Regions from separate parts of the Macaca mulatta genome. Here region 2 is linked to region 1. Evidence: chromatin contacts called from public Hi-C data. All regions are on one chromosome and are shown on one strand. The core of a region is the stretch at or near the end of the contact, and the rest is flanking DNA. Distances in the headings are between cores, read along the strand shown.

The links. Hi-C and Micro-C count contacts between places; a contact is called where the count stands out from the background.
Region 2: a Hi-C map of fetal cortex germinal zone shows a contact between it and region 1, with 5 times the contacts expected there. The contact joins the promoter of H2BC8 here to the promoter of H4C8 in region 1. A contact is called at or near these places in 4 of 14 Hi-C or Micro-C datasets (fetal cortex germinal zone, fetal cortical plate and liver).

Annotation. Positions count from the first base shown.
Region 1 is chr4:156,825,473-156,831,845 of T2T-MMU8v2.0, reverse strand. H4C8 (H4 clustered histone 8) reads right to left here and starts at 1,679. Exons shown (of 3, transcript XM_078000864.1): 1 at 1,182-1,679. The coding sequence starts at 1,644. The coding sequence ends at 1,333. TRNAM-CAU (transfer RNA methionine (anticodon CAU)) reads left to right here and starts at 2,698; the gene lies at 2,698-2,769.
Region 2 is chr4:156,891,761-156,898,032 of T2T-MMU8v2.0, reverse strand. H2BC8 (H2B clustered histone 8) reads right to left here and starts at 4,572. Exons shown (of 2, transcript XM_078000869.1): 1 at 4,190-4,572; 2 at 1,932-2,243. The coding sequence starts at 4,532. The coding sequence ends at 2,170. It overlaps H2AC8 (H2A clustered histone 8), which reads left to right and starts at 4,754. Exons shown (of 1, transcript XM_001087578.5): 1 at 4,754-5,435. The coding sequence starts at 4,864. The coding sequence ends at 5,256.

The DNA of each region.
Region 1 (6,373 bases), core at 430-2,929:
AAACCAGTGCTTTAGCTCCGATAACATCGTTCTTTTCATATTAATGCACAAGTCCATATCTTTGAAAAAGATGACACTCAAAGTAACTCCACTGATTTTCCCAATTTCAAACTTAGAACCCTACAATTTGCTTGCTGACCACAAAGAGGAAAAATCTGATTTTACAATGTAACTATCATCCTAAACCAGCAATTGTCCTATTATCTTCAACGTAGATAAAACAGACATATGTCTCTGATGTGGTGCACCAGTATGTACATATAAACTCTTCCTGACAAGAATATAAACCTGATTTCAACTAAGTATACAAAAGTCACTTCTGCTCAGGACAGAGTATAGAAACCAAGTAAAATGACACCATTAGAAAAGCCAATCCAGGCCGGGCGCGGTGGCTTACGCCTATAAATCCCAACACTTTGGGAGGCCGAGGCGGGCGGATCTACTAAAAATACAAAAATCAGGTGGGCGACTGTAATCCCACCTATTTAGGAGGCTGAGGCAAGAGAATCGCTTGAAACCGTAAGGCGGAGGATCGCGCCACTGCACTCTAGCCTGGACGAAAGAGAAACACTCCGTCTCAAGAAAAAAAAAAAATAGGTTTTGGTGATGTTTCTATATTGCTCACTAAGCGATACTCTTTTAATGTTCTTATAATACGCAGAAACACATTTTATTAGGTCTAATGGAAACAGTACTTAATAGCTCTCGAATGAACATTTATATTGTTACCCCACACTACCTTTTGCTGACCAGTTTTGTCACCAAGTCAAAAGCAGCAGCGTAAACGCCGCCTGTACTTAGATTTACGATCCTACTCAGGGAGATCTGTTGCGCTCACGGATTCGCCTTTAAGGACCGCCGCCTGGGTGCGAGGCTTCTTTGTTCTCAGCCCTCCCCGCCATTTTGAAAACAGTAACGTGGAGTCTTCCCCGAGTTTCCTACAACTTCCGTAATCCTTGAGATCCTTACGAACACTTCAAGCTTAAACTGAAAAGGAAAGCCCCACGAGAATTATAAACCGTGCCAATACAGCTTACTCACTGCTATCTAACGCCCTAAGGTGTCCAAGAAAACTAAACGTTAAACATACCAACTACCCCCAAATAGGAAATAGTAACTTTTAAGTTTTTTGTGCCCAAATCCTAAACATGCGCGATTAACCACAAGAAATTAAACGTTACCTGCAAATGCACACTAGTGCACAACGACTGCCTTTTCAGCAAAAACCTGGAACAGGATAACAAGATGTCCGCTCTTTTACGAAGAAAGTGGGCGGCCCTAAAAAGGGCCTTTGGTTGTAAAGAGAAATACTGAGTGGAGTAAGCGGGAGCCTTAACCACCGAAGCCGTAAAGAGTGCGTCCCTGTCGCTTCAGCGCATAGACCACATCCATTGCTGTTACAGTCTTGCGTTTAGCATGCTCCGTGTAAGTGACTGCATCACGAATCACGTTCTCCAGGAACACCTTCAGAACACCACGGGTCTCCTCATAGATAAGGCCAGAAATACGCTTGACACCGCCGCGGCGAGCAAGGCGGCGGATGGCTGGCTTAGTGATGCCCTGAATGTTGTCCCGCAAAACCTTGCGGTGACGCTTAGCGCCTCCCTTACCTAAGCCTTTCCCACCCTTACCACGTCCAGACATGACTAACCAGCTCCCAAAGCCGCTTTCAGGAACCTAAAAGCCGAGGAGAGCAACGACGCCCTTATATGCAGGGAATTCGGACCTAATTGAAGACTGAAAGCGCGCATACGGGAACTTTGGTCCTGCTTCTTGGTCTCACCCTATGCAGCCCGCCCTGGATGATGTCACCAACAACTTCAGCCTTTGACATCTGAGCGCGGGTTCCGTGGAGGCGTCTCTCGCAATTGCTGGGAAATAGGAATGGGAGTTTTACGGCTGTTTTAACAGCTAAATCAGATTAAAGAAATCAACATGTTTAAATTATTATCAATTGTTTCTTGAGTTGCTTTAGGACAATTGGAGACGAGCTTCGGTCCACAGGACTGAAAGCCTGAGGAGTCCAGCTTTGTCCCCAAGGTCACAGTGACTGGCATTTCTGCTGCCTACTGTAAAGCACATGCGGACCGAAACCTCCTTCGGAAGTGTTTGACAATTGCAAGATTTCACCCTCTCTATCATCAAGCCGAGGGAAACGTAACCAAAACGGTTTTCTTCCCGATGGCGAAGACATGGTAGGTTAGTGATTCGTGGTAGAATTATCCCCCTCCGCGCGGAGGCTTGATTCTATTCCCAGTTTGTTCTCTTCTTTCCCTACTTATTAAAATTTGTAATTGCCATTTCAATATCTAAGTGCCCCTCACAACTGCACCCAGTGTGTGGGTTTCGGGGTGGGTTTTTGGGGGGTTTTTTTTCCCCTTTTTTTGTTTTATTGAGACAGGGTCTTGCTATGTTGCCTGCGTTCGTCTCCCGAAGTGCAGTGACTGCAGGCGTGAGCTACTACAGAGTGACTCTCGCACCTAGCCCACTAGTGTATTGATGTTTACTTTTCTATCCCTAGTTTTGTTTTCTGTTTGATTCTGGTAGACGCCTTTTTCCAAAGTGAGTTGGCAACCTGTGGTAGCCAAAGTATGAAATAGGCAACTTATCGTAGGCTCGCTCTTAAAATACGAAGTGGTCTGAGCGCATCGCCTGTAAGTAGTTAAGAGTATTGTGAGGAAGGCTTGGTGATGGAGGAGCAGAGTGGCGCAGCGGAAGCGTGCTGGGCCCATAACCCAGAGGTCGATGGATCGAAACCATCCTCTGCTAGACCTTTTTTTCCCTTGTCTCTTCCGAATAATTTTTTTTTCTAGTTACAATTTTTTTAGGTTAAACAATAATGAAAGAAAACAAAATGAGAATGGCGTGAACCGGGAGGCTGAGGCAGGAGAATGGCGTGAACCCGGGAGGCAGAGCTTGCAGTGAGCTGAGATCCGGCCACTGCACTCCAGCCTGGGTGACAGAGCGAGACTCCGTCTCAAAAAAAAAAAATAATCAATACACTTTGGGCGATGGGGCCAGGAGAGATTAGTCAATCCACCAGTAATATTAATAGAGCTAAGGCTTAAGAAGTACATAATTATTCCATGGTGACTCAACCATGCCTGGGATTGGACTGTAAGGCAACTGCCATTGAGCGACGTATCCTTGGTGATACATAAAGGGAATCCCTCCAATGGGGCGGTGTAATTGATACTATTGTTCTGAGAATCTAATTGTTCTCTGTCGGGGGAGTTAAGGATCCTGGAGTCCATGCTCACTGATCACGATATACCTCAGGAGGAGTGTTACTCTGGAGTACAAGTCACACTACTCAGGGGTTAGGAACAGATGCCCAATATGTTTTTGCTTCTACACAGGGGAAACACACCGCACAGGAGACTGCAGCTAGTATGGCCAAGACCATCGAGTCAGGAGTTTTTGCCTGACCCTGACACTCCAGCATTTTCTCAGCTTCCTGCGTGGTTTTCTTGATCTGTCCCCATGTTATGGGGGTGGATGTCAATGTGACTCCAGTCAGCCCTCGTTCCATTTTCGCATTCAGATTCAACTAGCCTATGGCTTGTACTGGGGGAACCGGGCCCGTGGTTGCGATCCATGGATCCCACCAGTCTCCTGTTCCATGGTTGCACACATCTGGAGAGCACCTACACGGTTTGTCCATCTCCTGTAAAAACACAAGCATACCCTCATACCCACGTCAGCAAATCCACTGGGCCTTTCCATTGTCCTTCCAGGGATTTCCATAACACCTTTGGATAAACTTGCCTCTTTCCCTCTAACACTTGCCAGTGTCGTTCTGCCGGAGTCTTACCATCCATACCAGGAGTCAAAAAATTTAAAGTAAACAAGGCTAAATGTGATTTTATTTAAGGTGGTAGCTGGTCTCCTATTCTCCCGTTTTTCTCAACATACACCATAGTGTTTGATGTGCCCACTCTATAATACCTTGTCCTTGGGGTTGTAAGAAATTCCTGTTTTATGAGTGATTGCCCATAACTGTAAAAACTTTTGAAAAGCACGACTAACATAAGCAGGTCCATTGTCAGTTTTTAATTGTTTAGAGACTCCCATATGGGCAAATGATGACAAACAATGCCATCGGACATGGCCAGCAGTTTCCCCTGTTTGATATGTGGCATGTAACATATGGGAGTAGGTGTCTATAGTCACATGAACATAGCTAAGTTTGCCAAAGGCTGCTGTACGTGCAACATCCATCTGCCAGATTTCATCTGGAGCCAAGCCTCATGGGTCGCATCCTTCCATGGGTGCAACACCAGGGACATGCTGACAAGTGGGGCAGGCTTGCACAATAGCTTGAGCTTGGCTGCAAAGCAGATGAAACATAGAAGTAAGGGCAGAGGTGTTTTGATGCAGTAATGTATGGGAAGCTTGGGCTTGTTGAAACACAGAACCAATTAATTTATCTGCTTTATCATTACCTTGAGATAGTGGTCCAGGAAGTTGCATGTGAAAGCGAACAGGAGCAGCACGAGAGCAAATAGCTTGTTAAGTCTCAGAAACAAATTAAGCAGCTCTGGTTCTAGGGTGCCCTTAATAGTGACAGTCTCAATGCAACTACCTGCATTTTCAACATAGGCTAAATCGCAGACAACATAGGAGATAAAGCTGTGAGCTCTAAAACCTGAATAACTGCCATTAACTCTGAACACTGAGCTGAAACTCCAGAGGTCTTTATTGTTTGAGTATGCTTAGTTACATAAATAGCCGTGCGGCCTTTGTAAGAGCCATCAGTAAAATAAGTCCTTCCACCTGGAATGGGCTTGTGATGAGTAATTACAGGGAGGATAAAAGGGTGAACTTTATAAAATTGCAAAATTTTGTCTGATGGATAATGGTTATCTATTATCCCCACAAAATCTGCAAAAGCGATTTGCCGTGCAGTGGACATTTCCCATACTGCGGCCTGTTGTTGGGAATCCAAGGAAACAATAATTTTATCAAGATCACATCCTGTAAGCATTTTTTATCTATGCCTACCTATTGTTATAAGTTGAGTAATTAAAGAAAGATAAACTTGCACAGATTTCACTGTCTGATTGGATTTTAAAAAGCCATTATATTGTCATTACAGATTTGTCTATGAATTGGCCTAAAAATCCTGATGGAGAATGAGGAGTAGGAAGAATAAACAAAAGCAAAGGCTTTTGCGGCTATAGCCGGGAGGCATGTTGTTGCTGAAGGATCTGTTCTACAAGTTGTCACTCAACTTCTCCCTCCTTAGTAAGTTGCTGAGGAGAATGTAATGAAGAATCTCCTTGGAGGGTTTGATAAAGGTGTGTGAGTTGGTAGATAGCAATACCTAGCATCGGGCACAGCCTATTAATATCCCCTAATAATTGTTGGAAGTCATTCAGAGTTTGTACTCTGTCCCTACAGAGAGTTACTTTCTGAGGCTGAACATGTCTTCCAGTAACAATAGTACCTAAGTACTGGTATGGGGAGGTTGTTTGCACCTTTTCAGGAGCTATTTTGAGATTCCATGCTATCAAGGCTAGTTTTATTTCTCTGAATAACTGATGTAACATTTGATCTGTAGGAGCGGCCAAAAGAATATCATCCATACAATGAATGATGTAGGCAGTGGGAAATATATTGCGAGGCTCCTTTAAAGCTTTTCCTCCAAAATGTTGACATAACATAGGACTGTTGAGCATGCCTTGGGCTAAAACTTTCCGCTGATAGCGAGAGACAGCCTCTCTTTGATTAATAGAAGGCAGAGAAGGCAAATTGAGGCTTATCCTTTTTGTGTAATGGTATAGTTAAAAAAAAAAAAAATCTTTAAGACCTATTACTACAAGAGGCCAGTCTCTTGGAATGGCTGCTAGGGATGGCAGACCTTGCTGTAATGCACCCATTGATTTAATCTGTGCACTCATAGCTCTTAAATCATGTAGCAGTCGCCATTTTCCGGACATTTTTGGATCACAAATACTGGTGAATTCCAGGGGCTGAGTCTTCTATATGTTCTGCTTCCAATTGCTCTCTCACTAGCTGATGGAGTTGCATCAGTTTCTCCTGTAATAGGGGCCATTGATCTACCCACACAAGTTTGTCAGTCAGCCACTCTAGCGGCAAAGCAGTAGATGGAGGAGAAATATCAATGACCCCTGCCCAAAATCCTGATGACCTAGCCCTTTTCTATCTGTTTTGTCCAGTTATTGATATTGGATCAGGGTTTCCCTGAAGGGGCTTTCCTAAGTCTTTTCCACTCTGATATCCCATTTTCTTTAACATTTTAAATCCTGGATTATCAATAGTTTCATTTGTAAGTCTCATATCACATGCTATAAGTAAATCTCGGCCCCATAAATTAACAGCTATATTTGCGACATAAGGTTGAAAAGTA
Region 2 (6,272 bases), core at 3,323-5,822, 63 kb before region 1:
GACAGAAAGAGACTCCATCTGAAAAAAAAAAGGAAAAAAGGGGGAAAAAAATCAAGTTTTATATAGTAGCAGAGATTTTTGTTAAGCACCCACTATTTTTTCAGCATCTACAGTCTTTTGGAGTGTAAGGAGAGTTTTCCTTTTTTATAACTAAATTTTTGCTATAAGCAATATTTCATAGTTTACAGAAGTTCTTTTTATAGAAGTTGAAGTGATTTTCCACAAACATGTTTGTAGATTATTTTTTCTTTACTTGCTTTTAAGTTTGTACTTCTAGATACATTTAAAAATGTAACAAATCGATATACAAGTTATAAAGAATAATATGATGGCCATGCTTGAACCCAATTATCAATCAAATATATTGGTTATGTCTATTATATTTGTTATATTACCAAGAACTGCTTTGACCTCATCTCTCATCTTCCTGCTACTGCCCCCAGAGGTAACCATGACCTGACCGTAAATTATGTCACTTTCTGGCCTTAATCCTTCTTGTTCCCCTGTTCCTTACAGTCATTTCACACTTTTAAAATTTTTTTCCTTTTATGCGAGGATATTCTATTGTCTTGATTTTCAATTTCCTTAGTAAGTATATCTTAAATTTACTCTATTCATTTTTGTATTGCATAGGATAATAGCTGGTACATAGTTGGTGCTCAGTGATTACCTGTGGAATAAATTAATTTTTCTTAACATAGGGCAGGGAGACTTGGAGAGGAAAGGGCCTAGGGAGAGTTTCCTATTTCTTAACCACACCATGGAGAGTTTTGGATAGAGACAAATAGAGAAAGTTACCTTCAGAGGAGCTATTGCACCAAAAAAAATGTAACAGCACTCTTAACATTTTGGCATTGACCCTTATAGTCACTCTTTTTTCCTAAAACTATATAGTGTGTGTGTGCATGTGAATGTGTGTGTGTGTGATGTCACATAAATAAGAATACGCTATTTGGCAACTTGGATTTATCCTATACAATGCAATGAGCATATTTTATGTCGTTTATCTTTTTTAAAAGCATTATTTTTAACAGCTGCATAATATTCCATTAGGGATAAAACCTAGTTTTAGGCAAAGTCTAACTCTTCAACATTAATATTTCCAGTTTTTAGCCACAGTAAACAAAAATATGGACAATATTAACATAAAATTAGAAGTTAGAATCAGTAAGACGTATATTTTTAAGTATTTGCATAAAAGAAAAGGGAATACTCTGGAATGGGGACTAGATTTCAAAGTTGGATGAGTAAGTGAAGCTAGGTAGTGTATCATAAGGTCTGTTTTAGTTGCGCTGAGTTTGATATGCCTGTGAAATACTTATTTCGTGTACTATTTAGAAGCTTAATCACCATAATTTTTGATATCGACTGAATTGCCTGTCCCCAGCCCACAATTCAAACGTTGAAGTCCAATACCAAGTACTTGAAAATGTGACTTTATTTGGAGATAAGGTCTTTAAAGGTGTAAAATGAGGTTTTAGGGGTGGGTACTAATCTAATCTGACTACTGTCCTTATAAGATTATATTAAAAAACAAACCACACACACAGAGGAAAGACCAGAGAGGGGAAACCCCAAGGAGAGTGGCCCAAGAAAAAATCAATCGTGCTCACTGGGTTGATCTTGAACTTGCAGCCTTCAGAATTGTGACAAAATTAATTTTTTTAAGCCACACAGTCTTGGTAGTTTGTTTTGGAAGCCCTAGCAAACACACTTCTCAAATATTTTCATTCTAGGATTACTTTTCTCCACACCTTTTCTATGTTATGCCAGCTTTTGTACTCCACAAAGACAAACACACAGAACACAGATGCACATCCACCCCTAGTGTGTGTTGTAGGGGAGGAAAGAGTGTTTCCTTTTACCCATCTTATGTTCATTGGCTGGGGCCCTGAAACAAAATACAGATTAACAAGAGAAAAACATACACATTTATTTTTTAAATTTATTTATTTGTTTATTTTTTGAGACGGAGTCTTGCTCTGTCGCCCAGGCTGGAGTGCAGTGGCGCGATCTTGGCTCACAGCAAGCTCCACCTCCCAGGTTCACGCCATTCTCCAGCATCAGCCTCCGGAGTAGCTGGGACCACAGGCGCCTGCCACCATTCCCCGCTAATTTTTTTTGTATTTTCAGTAGAGACGGGTTTTCACCGTGTTAGCCAGGATGATCTCAATCCCCTGACCTCGTGATCCGTCCGCCTCGGCCTCCCAAAGTGCTGGGATTACCGGCGTGAGCCACGGCGCCTGGCCAAGAGAAAAACATATACATTTAATATAAAGTTTTACATGACATAAGGAAATAAAGACCTGAAGAAGGGGTTAAACCTGAGTGTTTTTGCACTAGGTTTGAAGAAGAGTAGAGAGTCATGCAGAAATATAACGAGACAAAAATAATATGAGCCAAGGATAATAAACAAGGAGAAATCGAGCAATGTCTATTTGTTCCGATTCCTCTCATACTGTGCAAGACTCACAGGAAGGTCTTAAGACCTGCTTCAGAGGAAGGTCATAAGAACATTCCTGTCTATGTTGTTCTACTAATTTCTTAGAATGTTCACTGTGTCAAGGCACCATACTTTGGAGTGCTATGTTGTCGTTTTCAGAAACCTGAGGTTGCTCATGGAGTACTATGGAGTAGCGACTTTTTTTTTTTTTTTTTGGTCCCATTTTAGAAATTTGATTAATGAGTATAAACTAATGGTTTCTGTGTTTGAGACGGAGTCTCCCTCTGTTGCCCAGGCTGCAGTGAAATGGCGCGATCTTCTCACTGCAACCTCCGCTTCCCGGGTTCAAGCGATTCTCCTGCCTCAGTCTCCGTAGTAGCTGGGGTTACAAGCATGCGCCACCACACCCGGCTAATTTTGTATTTTTAGTAGACACGGGGTTTCACCATGTGGGTCAGGCTGTTTTTGAACCCCTGACCTCAAGTGATCCACCAGGCTCGCCTCCCGGGTTCAAAGGTATATGTATGTATATTTATATATTTTTTTATATATAGTATATATATTTATATATGTATATATTTATATGTATATATTTTTATATATGTATATATTTATATATTTATATACACAGAGTCTAACTCTGTCGCCCAGGATGGAGTGCAGTGGCGCGATCTCGGCTCACTGCAACCTCCGCCTCGCGGGTTCAAGGGATTCTCCAGCCTCAGCCTCCGGAGTAGCTGTAAGTACAGGCAAGTGCCACCACGCCCGACTAATTTTGTTTGTATTTTTTTGGTAGAGACGGGGTTTCAATATTAGCCAGGATGGTCTCGATCTCCTGACCTCGTGATTCGCCCACCTCGGCCTCCCAAAGTGCTGGGATTACTGGCGTGAGCCACCGCACCCGGCCCAAAACGAGATTTTTAGCTCAACTATACATTGCCAATGCCCATGGTAGTCCCTCCACAACAAACTCCACAACAGAATGCTCAGAAGAGTCAAACTTGTCAGGTGATCTTCAGGGACCCAAAGACTACTGTTCCTACCCCTACCAGTGTCGCCCAGGCTGGAATTGCAGTGGCGTGATCACATCTTCCTGCAGCCTGTAGCTCCAGTTTAAGCTATCCTACGTCCTCAGCCTACCGAGTAAGTGATAGTACAGACGCAACGAGTCACAACGGGTTAGTTTCATTTTTTGCAGAGATGAGTTCTCAGTATATTACCCAGGTAAACCTGTTAACTCCTGAGCTGAATCGAGCCTCATGCATCGGCCTCCCAAACTGCTAGGATTACAGGATCTTGCCAACACAGAATACGTGTATCTCGTGCTTTTTTTTTTTTTTTTTTTTTTTTTTGAGACGAAGCCTCGCCCTTATCGCCCAGGCTGGAATGCAAAGGCGCCATCTCGTTTCACTGCAACCTCCGCCTTCCGGGTTCAAGATTTTCCTGCCTCAGCCTCTCAAGTAGCTGGGATTACAGACAACTGCCCCACGCCCAGCAAATTGTTTACATTTTTAGTAGAGACGGGATTTAACGATGTTAGGTAGGCTAGTCTAGATCCGCACACGCCTCGGCCTCCCAAAGTGCTGGAACTACAAAATTGGAAAAATTATTCCCTAGAAAGCGGTGATATTCAGCATTAAAGCTCTTTATGTGAGACTTGAGTGGCTCTGAAAAGAGCCTTTGAGTTCTAAAGTGCCTAAGCACACATTTACTTGGAGCTTGTATACTTGGTGACAGCCTTAGTACCTTCGGACACTGCGTGCTTGGCCAGCTCTCCAGGAAGCAGCAGTCGCACGGCCGTCTGGATCTCCCTGGAGGTGATGGTGGAGCGCTTGTTGTAGTGCGCCAGGCGGGAAGCCTCGCCTGCGATGCGCTCGAAGATGTCGTTTACAAAGGAATTCATGATGCCCATGGCTTTCGATGAGATGCCGGTATCCGGGTGAACCTGTTTCAGCACCTTGTACACGTATACGGAGTAGCTCTCCTTACGGCTGCGCTTGCGCTTCTTGCCATCCTTCTTTTGCGCCTTGGTCACAGCCTTCTTGGAGCCCTTCTTGGGAGCAGGAGCTGACTTAGCTGGCTCAGGCATATTGTCAGAAATTAAGAACAACAGTAAGGATGAAAGCACTTAAATAACAGCTCGTGTCTAGAGTCTCTCCTTTTATACGTCTTTTATGCAAATAAAGAACTCAAATTATTCAGCACTGATTGGGCAATGTGTTAGTGACGCATACATGTAAAATAGCTTTCACCTTATTTCCTTTCTAATTGGTTGTTTCGTCAAAGAATAATTTTAACCAATCAAACTGCGCCTTTTACAATTCTACCGACGACTATAACTAGCTTCTTATTCCTCCATCGAGCACATTCTTTTTCTTTATCCTGTTGGTTGTTATCTCTCGTGCTGCTAGGAAGCCACTATGTCTGGACGTGGAAAGCAAGGCGGCAAAGCTCGGGCAAAGGCTAAAACGCGTTCTTCCAGGGCCGGGCTGCAGTTTCCAGTCGGCCGTGTCCACCGCCTCCTCCGCAAGGGCAACTATTCCGAACGAGTCGGGGCGGGCGCTCCCGTGTACCTGGCGGCGGTGCTGGAATATCTGACCGCTGAGATCTTGGAGCTAGCTGGCAACGCGGCTCGCGACAACAAGAAGACCCGCATCATCCCGCGCCACCTGCAGCTAGCCATCCGCAACGACGAGGAGCTAAATAAGCTTCTAGGTCGCGTGACCATTGCGCAGGGCGGTGTCCTGCCCAACATCCAGGCCGTGCTGCTGCCTAAGAAGACGGAGAGCCACCATAAGGCCAAGGGCAAGTGAAATGATTACTAGTCGAGTCCATCAGTGACCCCGAGTCCCAGAAACCAAAGGCTCTTTTCAGAGCCACCTACTTTTTCTGTAAAGTGCTGGAATACACATACAATGCCTGAAACCCTGTTCTAGTTTTACGAATGCTTCTAACGTTACTGGTCAGTTCATGATTGAAATCCTTGCTCACATTTCGTGCACTAATTTGTCTTACTGGTGTGTCTGCAGTAAAAATGCGTTTATAAAGGTACACAAGAATAGGAACCGATGTTGTAACACCTCAAGGTGTGTCACTACGTTATTTTGTGTATAAGTCCATGGTGTGTATACGTTTTATTATTTCACATAGGCTGTTTATTCATGTGCACTTGTCAGAAAAGGCTGAAAGATTGATACAGTAATAAGAGAACAAAGAAGGATAGCTGCCCATTAGCATTTCAGGGCGGGCTTTTTAAGTTTTAAAAATGACTACATTCCGACTGGGCTCAGTGGCTCATGCCTGTAATCCCAGCACTTTGTGAGGCCAAGGCGGGCGGATCACAAGGTCAGGAGTTCGAGATCAGCCTGGCCAACATAATTGAAAGCCCGTCTCCACTAAAAATACAAAAAGTAGCCGGGCGTGGTGGCGGTCATCTGTAGTCCCAGCAACTTGGGAGGCTGAGGCAGGAGAAGCGCTTGATTCTGGGAGGCAGAGGCTGCAGTGAGCCACGATCGCGCCATTGCACTCCAGCCTGGGCAACAGAGCATGACTACGTCTCAAAAAAAAAAAAAAAAAAAAAAAAAGGCCACATTCCTCCAGTGAGATTTGTGTTTGTTGGGTTTCTCTTTTCAAAAAGCGCAATTAACATAGTATTCTAAAGTCAACACTAAACGAAACTAAGCTGTAATGGCCTAACGCCCTCGCTCAGACCTGTAATTCCAGCAATTTGAAAGACCAAGGCAGAAGAATCGCTTGAGCCTAGGTTATCAAGACCGGGCTGGGCAATAAAGCCAGACACCCCCTTCATCTCCACAAAAAGTAAAAAGCC